3 separate regions of the Mus musculus genome follow, and regions 1 and 3 are each linked to region 2. Evidence: chromatin contacts called from public HiChIP or PLAC-seq and promoter capture Hi-C data. All regions are on one chromosome and are shown on one strand. The core of a region is the stretch at or near the end of the contact, and the rest is flanking DNA. Distances in the headings are between cores, read along the strand shown.

The links. Promoter capture Hi-C pulls out the DNA fragments that hold promoters and counts their contacts. HiChIP or PLAC-seq counts read pairs in DNA pulled down with a chosen protein or histone mark.
Region 1: a contact with region 2 is called in a promoter capture Hi-C map of pre-B cells. The contact joins the enhancer-like site here to the promoter of Prmt3 in region 2. A contact is called at or near these places in 11 of 39 promoter capture datasets (the C10 cell line, cranial neural crest, embryonic stem cells and 5 more), 1 of 15 datasets of contacts at CTCF or cohesin (embryonic stem cells), 3 of 484 Hi-C or Micro-C datasets (embryonic stem cells and granulosa cells), 23 of 115 datasets of contacts at active chromatin or transcription factors (the 230-238 cell line, acute myeloid leukemia, bone marrow-derived macrophages and 15 more) and 3 of 9 other capture datasets (adipose tissue, liver and pancreatic islet).
Region 3: an H3K4me3 HiChIP or PLAC-seq map of embryonic stem cells shows a contact between it and region 2, with 16 read pairs. The contact joins the enhancer-like site here to the promoter of Prmt3 in region 2. A contact is called at or near these places in 4 of 39 promoter capture datasets (the C10 cell line, liver and pre-B cells) and 4 of 115 datasets of contacts at active chromatin or transcription factors (cardiomyocytes, embryonic stem cells and stem cell-derived neural progenitor cells).

What each region holds. Positions count from the first base shown.
Region 1 is chr7:49,599,870-49,602,697 of GRCm38.p6, reverse strand. The region is part of intron 37 of Nav2 (neuron navigator 2); the gene reads right to left. Among named protein-coding and RNA genes, the nearest start is that of Dbx1, 36 kb to the left of the region's middle. Within about 2 kb of position 1,332, at least 132 of the 459 cell types and tissues checked have an H3K27ac peak or open chromatin away from gene starts, as enhancers often do. A contact at or near this core is called in acute myeloid leukemia, bone marrow-derived macrophages, double positive thymocytes and 8 more, where this site is marked.
Region 2 is chr7:49,776,942-49,779,641 of GRCm38.p6, reverse strand. Prmt3 (protein arginine N-methyltransferase 3) reads right to left here and starts at 1,284. Exons shown (of 16, transcript NM_133740.2): 1 at 1,141-1,284; 2 at 929-1,061. The coding sequence starts at 1,165.
Region 3 is chr7:49,524,852-49,527,591 of GRCm38.p6, reverse strand. The region is part of intron 11 of Nav2 (neuron navigator 2); the gene reads right to left. Among named protein-coding and RNA genes, the nearest start is that of Gm32694, 33 kb to the left of the region's middle. Within about 2 kb of position 1,306, at least 31 of the 459 cell types and tissues checked have an H3K27ac peak or open chromatin away from gene starts, as enhancers often do. A contact at or near this core is called in embryonic stem cells, liver and stem cell-derived neural progenitor cells, where this site is marked.

The DNA.
Region 1 (2,828 bases), core at 83-2,582, 180 kb after region 2:
CCGAGTCCCCTGAGTTACTCCAGGTCTTAGAATCTGATTTCTATCCAGGATGCCACCCACACTACCCCCACCTTAGATAAGCCCATCTCTTTATATTAGTGGCTTCCTCCTTCACTTTACCTCAGCACCTCCTATGACATTATCTTGTCAGATGTCAGCTCATTGTCTCCCCCATACCCCAGCCTAGCCTCTAGCCTAGTTTGCTGCTACAGCTCCCTTCATCAATCTTGGTTCTTGAATTCAGTCCAGCAGCCTAAAGCAGTTCAGTATGAGCAGGAACGATTTGGGAGAGGGGCGGGTGTGGACCCATGTGTGGATCAGGAGTGAAGAGGACACAGAAGTGGCTGGGGATGGTTACAGCTGAAGAAGCAAATTCAGATTAGAAGCCTCTCCCTACCGGGCCCTCTGAAGGAACAAGACTGCCTTTCCAAGGGGTCCCTCAAGGCCTTAGAACCACTAAGGCTGAGGCTGAGCATGCCCTTAGCACTCCTGAGGCCCAGTGGTTTTGTCCACACTTGCTCTTCATCCTTAGCCCCTGCACTATAGGCTCAGAGAACAACTGGGTTTCCAGAAACCAGGCCAGTACAATTGTCCCATAGGTCAGATTTTTTTTTCCCATTTTTTGGAGGGGAAAGCCAAAGCTGGCACAGGGGACTGCAGAAGGTGTCAGAGGACCTTGGTAACTGAGGAAAGGTCTCTGGGTGTCCTTCTGCAGCACCTGCCCTTAACACCCCCAGTCTACCCCCAACACCAGGCCTTCTGAATTGCTCCGCTCTGCAGACACCAGACACACTGGCAAGCGTTTCTGATGACAACGGGGAATGGGACCTGAGACTGAGTCATAAGGTAAGCATTCGTAGGTGCAGCAAACATTAGCTGTAAGAACAAAAAACATTTTCTTTTTTACAACCCTTCCTACATTCCACAGGATGTGGTCAAGGCCAGGTGGCCGTGAGTCAGTCTAAGGCAAGCAGAGGAAGTGTTGTGCAGCTTCCGGGCTCTTCTGCAGACTCTGGAGGGCAGCTGGACAGGCAGACAATCACTTTCCCCAGGGAGGAGGAAGCTGGTCTACTACTGGCTCAGGAATTAAGGATGATGCTAAGACACTGGAAACTAAGATTTGGGCTGCTGCGAACCTCCTGATCCTACAGGAAGCACAGGACTCCTGGATGTGCACGGCAGCACCAACATTCACATTTAGGAAGCACTTCTAGGCATGACTTACACACAGGTGACTTTCATTCACATATTCCAGAAAAAGATACTACCGCCTGCATGCTCTCCACTAGGGGGCGATGCGTTGTCATGTCCTGTCCCGCCCACACGCAAGCATTGCCTGAGTCTGATGGTAAAGGCTGGTGCCTGCAAGAATGACTTCCCTGTATTCTTTCCCTGTCTCCCCATGGGCAGCCCTCTTTCTGGCTCCTAACATGTGACAGCCCCCTTTGGAACCTATTCTGAGGTCTCCACCTCTTCTCAACTCATAGCCTTGGCTAAGGAAGGGCACACATGTTCTAAATGACAGTGTGCTTCCCTAGTGGCCACTGTGCAGGGGAGAGGTGAGGAGGGAAGGACCCCGTATGGTACCTGGCACACACTCAGCTTTCCCTCAGAGGGAGCCAAGGAGAGAGGGGAAGTGAAATGAGCTTTTTAAAAAATTAAGGACTTTTCTCATCTAGTGAAATCACAGGTAGAACCCTGCCTAACACTAAACCAGGCACAGCAGTGCACACCTTTAATCCCAGAACTCAGGAGGCAAAGGCAGGCAGATCTCTGTGGGTTCAAGGCCAGGCTGGTCTACACAGAGAGACTCTGTACCAAACAAACAACAGCAAAATAACACGTGTGTTAGCACGTGTCTACAATCCCTGCATGCTGGAGTTTGAAGTAGAAACATCAGAAATTCAAGGCTAGCCTGGGCTATATACAGAGTTCAAGGCCAGCTTAGGCTATATAAGACACTGTGCTTAAAACAACAAAAACCACCGGGCAGTGGTGGCGCACGCCCTTAAGGGATTAAGGAGGCAGAGGCAGGCGGATTTCTGAGTTCAAGGACAGCCTGGTCTACAGAGTGAGTTCCAGGACAGCCAGGGCTACACAGAGAAACCCTGTCTCGAAAAAAAACAAAACAAAACAAAAAAACACCAACAAAAACCCAGCAAACCCAACCAAAAAACTTTGCTTCCTGGCTACCTATAACACTTGTAAGTTACAGGAGACCCTAGGATGGCCTCATTGTCACAAAGTAGCTGTAGCTGTCACATTGCTCTGGACTCCAGCCCTCACTCAATCATGGTGGTCTGCTGAGGGAACTATGTTAAGGTCAAAGCTTTGGCTGGCCTTGGGTTTTCTTCCCTGTATTCTCTCAGGGCTGCAGGAGTGCCAGGACCCTGGTGTAAAGCCTGGTAGATCCTCCAACTTCCACCTTAACCCCGACAAGGAAACACGGCCAATCCTTATGAATCAGCAGACTTCAGGGCCGCCTCCTGTACTAATTTACCAGGCAGAGCTAGGAGATTTGGGACAGGGTGGTACTAGGCAATCCTAACCCAGCTGTCTCCCTTCACTGCTTCTACACTGAGGACATGTCCTTCAGATGACCTCTAAGAATGACACATCCACTTGGTCCCTGTCACAGGCAGGCCCTTCAGCAGCAGCCACTTTGAAGCCCCTCCTATCTATGCCCTTTGCTCTTGGCTGGATGAAGAGGAAGAGTCCCTTCTGCAATGGCTCCCTGAGCAAAGGAATCATAGGTGACTTCCCAGCTATGCCTGAAACCTCCCTTTCAGTTCACCTCCAAATGGGAGGGGCCTTGGTGCCACCAGCCA
Region 2 (2,700 bases), core at 35-2,534:
AGACTCCGCACTTCACTTCTGTATGCCTAGCACACAGGCAACTCTCAATGTCTGCCAAGACAGGTCATCTGGATCATCCTCGCAGCCTATCACAGGGCACTGCACCACAGATGCTCAATAAATACAATAAATACGAGTGTGCAGTCATTCTCCTCTCCAATGAGGCGCCACCTAGGACCACTAATATGCCACCAGTCAGCACCAGGAACCGACACAGGGGGCGGGACCCAGCAGCGCTAGTCAACATCAATCACCCCTTTTTCAGCCAAGTCACTTCCATCTAAGATGCAGGATTTTAAGTGAAAAGAAGGTGTGTCCTAGGAATATAAACAGCAGCTTCGTGACCTTGAACAAGTTGGTGGCTCTGCAGCCTCATTTTCCCCTAAGTACAAAGAGCATCAGTTCCTCCCTCAATCATGGAAGTGAGCTAGTTCTGTCTAAATGGCTCAGTTGAATGTTACATGAGAAGAGAACGTCCTATTATAGGATGGTAGAAATGGAAGCGCGCTTCCAGTCTATGCGCTTTCAAAGTCTGGTATCCAAGGAACAGAATGAAAAACACCCAGCCTTCATGGAATCCCTAATTTAGGACTAAGGTGTGAAGTTCAGATTTTTTCTGGGTGTGTTTTCGAGAGGGTCTAGCTTGGTGACTCAAGGCTGGCCTGGGATTCCTGACCATTCTCCTGCCTCAGCCTCCAGAGTGATGGTATGCCAGGCCTGACTTAGTATGGGGGGTGGGGGGGGGGAATTAGAGTGAGGGGTGGGGTTGACTGGGCTGCAGAGGCAAACCCAGAGCGCGGTCCCCGGCTCCGCCCCCCCCGGACCACGTGAGCAGCCCCTTGTCAATCAACCGTCCCGCGCGGGCCGGAGCCTCGGGCCCGCCACGTGCTCGCTGGCGCTGCGGCGCGCCTTCCACACCGGCACGAACCTGTCACAGAACAGGCAGGGTGTGTGCTGCCGGCCGTGCGCGGGCTCAGTGTCCGCGTCCTCGTCCTCCCAGCCCGCGTCGTCTCCGCTGTCCGACAGTTCCAGGGGCTCCGGCCCCAGCTCGGCGCCACGGCCTGCAGAGCACACACGGTCAGCACCGAGACCCGCGCCCGCCCACCCGCGCCCCGCCGCCCTACGCGAGGGGGCACCCACCGTTCCCCGCCGCTAGCGAACACATGGCCGCCGACCAAGCGCGCGGCCGCACAGCGCGGCACCGGAGCCGGGAACGAGCGGCGCGGGTGCGCGGGAGCCCCCAAAGCGATCCACACGCGGAGCGTGAACCGTCCGGAGAGCGCTTCCGGGTCACGTGGGCGTAGGGGGCGGGGCACCGCTCTCCGGCTTGGACGCTTGCGCAACCGAGGCGCCGGCGCTTACAAGGTTGAGCACCGACTTATCGCAGCGCCCTCTGGCGGCAGAGATGGCCAATGCAGGCCAGGCTCGGAGGCTCTGGGGAAGACAAGAAAGCCCCTTAAATTAACCTGTATGCTGATGTATGTGGGTGTGCACTCAAGCCCCACACCCCTACTAGGGGTTAAAGTGATAAAGTGAGAACCATGGGCTTTACAAACACCCTAAGTTTGAACTCTATTTCTGAATGCTTGAATTCTAAGCATGAGCAGGTAACCTGCCTTCTCTTGGCCTCAGTTTCCTGACTGGTAAAGCACTCTCATGACTGCAGTAACCTGATGGTTATGGTAAGACTTACACGTGTGTGAAAAGTTTAGGCATTAACTTGAGCCTATACAATGGAAACAGGTGGACTGTGTGATATGTGCCAACAAATGCTCTCTGCCCTGCCTGTGGGGTTAGGGAGGATACCAGGGTTCCCGAGTCTCAGGCTGCCTCCTTTCTAATATTCCTAGTATCTAACAGTGGAGTTCCCTTAGGCAGGTGGGAAGCAGTAATTCTGGGTAGGTAAAGCCTCCAGGCTGCAGATGAGGCTGGACTCTGCATGGGGCATGTTTGAGGACATGGCCAGCTAGGCCTGCATAGTATAGTGTCAGACAGCTCAGTTCAACTTCCCACCATGCACACCCTCGAGCCAGTGTACTGCTGATCACTGAAGCTCTTTGGTGGGCAGTTCCTCTTCCCCTCTGTTGTGTTTTATAAAAAGATAAAGGGAGAAGGGATATGTTTTGGTGGAGGTGTAGTCAGGTGGGGGGGGGGGGGGAGTGGTGCCTCTGCGGGCCCATGCTGAGGCACCTCTTCCCCCTGAGGGCATGGTATAGTAATAGTATAGAATAGAGTTTATTCAGGGCATGGGGAGGGGAGTTAAGAAGGTAATAGAGACAGAAAAAGGCAGAGAGAGAGAGAGAGAGAGAGAGTAGCGGATTAGAGGAGTAGAGGCCAGCCATGAGCACGTGGAGAGAGAGGGGGGAGGGAATGGGGAGAGAGGGGGGCAGGAGCCAGAAGGCAAGAGGACTCAGAGGGGACAAGCAGCCCCTTTTGTAGTGACTCAGGCATACCTAGCCAGGTAACAGGGGGGGGGGTGCTAACACCCTCCCCCAACAGGATTTTGCTCACATCATAATTTTTTAAAATATTTTTGAGAATATCACACAGTGTCTCTTGATCATATGCCTCCCACTCCTCCTCTTAATTCCTCTCAGATCCATCCACTCCCATGGCCCTACCCCTCACCTTTATATCCTTTTAAAAAACAATAACATGGATTCCAGTTTCTGGGGTCCATATACTCTGGGTTGGGGGACA
Region 3 (2,740 bases), core at 57-2,556, 250 kb after region 2:
AGTCCTCTGGTATGGATGAGCGAGCAAGCCCAGCTTTAGGCTTACCAGGAAAAGAAAGGGAAAGGTCGCTACCTGTATTCCCACCAAACAGGTATGTTAACTATTTCCTCACCAGCAGGCTGGCTCAGAGCATCTCCAACCCCCAACTGCTCCAAGGTCCCATTAGGGAAACCTTTTTCAAAAGCCTTTCTAGAATTCCTAGAAGGCCTTTCATAAAGGACCAGGGAGATGACAGAAAACCCTGCTTTAATTGATCTGTAGAAAGTCTGTTAATATTCCCAATATCCTATTTCCTTTAATTTCCATACTTCTATGATCAAAACAATAAGTAACATTAACAGCTAAGTATTGTGCCCAGCTGTTATTTAACATATTAACTTCCCAGTTATCATGAGCCAGATATAAGTAATTCATAATTATTCAGAGATGAGAAAACTGAGGAGTGGAGAAAATAGGTCAAAGGTCATGGAAGTGGGAACCTGCAAAGTGAATTGTGAGTATTCACTACAAGTGTTACAAGTGATGTGTGTATGATACATATACATATATACATACACACACACACACACACACACACACACACACATAATGTGTGTTCATATCCAAGGGCTCTGCAGGCCACAGAGCTAATACAAATCAGAGGATGAGGTTGGTCTGGTGTTTATCTTCCACCTTGTTTGGGGCAGGATCTCTCCTGAGTTCACTAGAACCCATGTGTTCACCAGGCTAGTTCAATGGCTTCCAGAGGTTTTCCTGTCTCCACCTCCTATATCACTGTAGTCCTGGGAGCCTTGCAATCACAGATTTACATGCTACATGGGCCCAGTCTGATACAGGTTTAGAACCCGTATCAACCTCAGAATCTAAGAAGCCAGATGAGGCTTGTCCTGACAGTGTCTTACCAGTGTTATCCTCTGAGCCACCCACCTTCCAAGTGCCCACTTCACAGGTTTTTAATACACGTCTACTCAATGTTCTAGAAGGTCTAAGAAGTGTTCCACACCACGGAAGACACAGCTAGTTGAATTTAAGAAAAATAAAACATACGTGGGGTTCAGCTATAGCTGAGAAACAGCATGACAAGGATTCCCAGCACGTGGGGAAGAACAACAACATAAGAGACCAAAGAAACAACAACAAAACAAAACAAAACCCTACAAGCTAGTCAACCTCTCTCTGGGGCCAGCATACTCTGTGTGTAGTTCTGGTAAAAAAAAAAAAAATACCCAGAAGTTTAATTTGAACTTTGCAAGGGCAGAGTTTAAATCCCAAAGTCAGCAAGCTTCATTGGCCTAGACATGGGCCAGGATGCCGCTAAACTCAAGAGGCACACAGAGGTTGTGCCAGCTCTGCAGAGAACCAAATAGGTCTTTGCTGGAATCCAGGCGCCAATTACCTTGTTAGAGCACCCTCATTTCTGGTCTCCCATGTGGTCCTGTGCTAATGACACCCGGTTCAGTTCTCACAGACCTTTTGTGAGAATTAAAGGGTTTGATGGGTTCTCCGGACACACCAACTCAGGGCAGCTGTAGCCCAGGTTGCAAGGAACCTGCACGGTACGGTATGGGAGGGAGGTGTCACTGACATTGTGAAACAGGCAGTAAAGTCTGGGGTTTTTTTGGGGGTGGTGGTGGTGGTGAATAGTGCTCCTTGCTGTTGTCTGTGGACAAGGTCTCAAGGGAGAAGCACTTCTATTGATGGTGCCAGGTGCAAGCCCAGTCACTTGGGATGAAGAGAGGGAAACAGAAATGCCACCAAGAGGGCTTAGAGGGGATTTAGCAGAGATGAGATTGCTCCGGGCTTGGGTTTCACCCCTCAGCACCTTTGTTCCATTTGGGTAACCCACTCCTGGACAAGTAGGTGGTCCCTCCGAGCAAGCGTGAAATTCTCCCTCTGGCTTCAGGGGCTTGGCATGGTTGGGAACCCTAGGCTTTGGTCTGGATGCCTCAGACCCTCATTGTTGTAACAGGCACCAGAGTGTCTGCTGACCTCAGCTACACAAAGCCTTCTCTCCTCCCAGGCTCCACCATGCTCAGCTTGAGCCACTGCCAGTCACTAGCCAGCATGGGCCGAGGTTCTCAGCAAACTCAGCCTCACTTTCAATTTCCCAGAAGGGGTTTCCCCTAAACTGAACATCCACAGATCCAGCCGTCATCGCAAGGCATGCAAACAGTGAACACTCGCTGACTAGGGAGAAGAGTTTTAATAACAGGTTCCAGGCACCGGTTCAGTATCCTGTGGATGTCAGCCGACTGTGCTATCGCTAGCGAGTACTAAGGTCTTTTATATAGATGGGGAAGGGGAGCCCTCAGATGCCAAGCGAGCTGAGTAGGGTCCTCTCACTTCATGTATTAGCAACTCTGGTTCCAGAATTCCTGGGAACCACATCAAGGGGAGAAAAAAAATCAATCTGCTTTGGCAGGGGGAAGGGTATTAAGAAATCAGAGCATCCACCTGCTCTCCAAGCCAAGGACACAGGTCATTTGAAAATTGTGAGCTAAAGGAAATGGGGGGGGGGGGATTCCCAGAGAGGCCAACTAGTTGGCCACCTTAAATCTACGGAGGTCGGGGGCTGGGGTACATGGGGTCTCGACCTCCTCATAAATTCTCAACCCTGACCTTCTGTTTAGTTTCCGGTACATCTTAAGGCTATAGAAATCTATAGAAAGCTGAATACAGCTGGGCAGTGGTGGCGCACGCCTTTAATCCCAGCACTTGGGAGGCAGAGGCAGGCGGATTT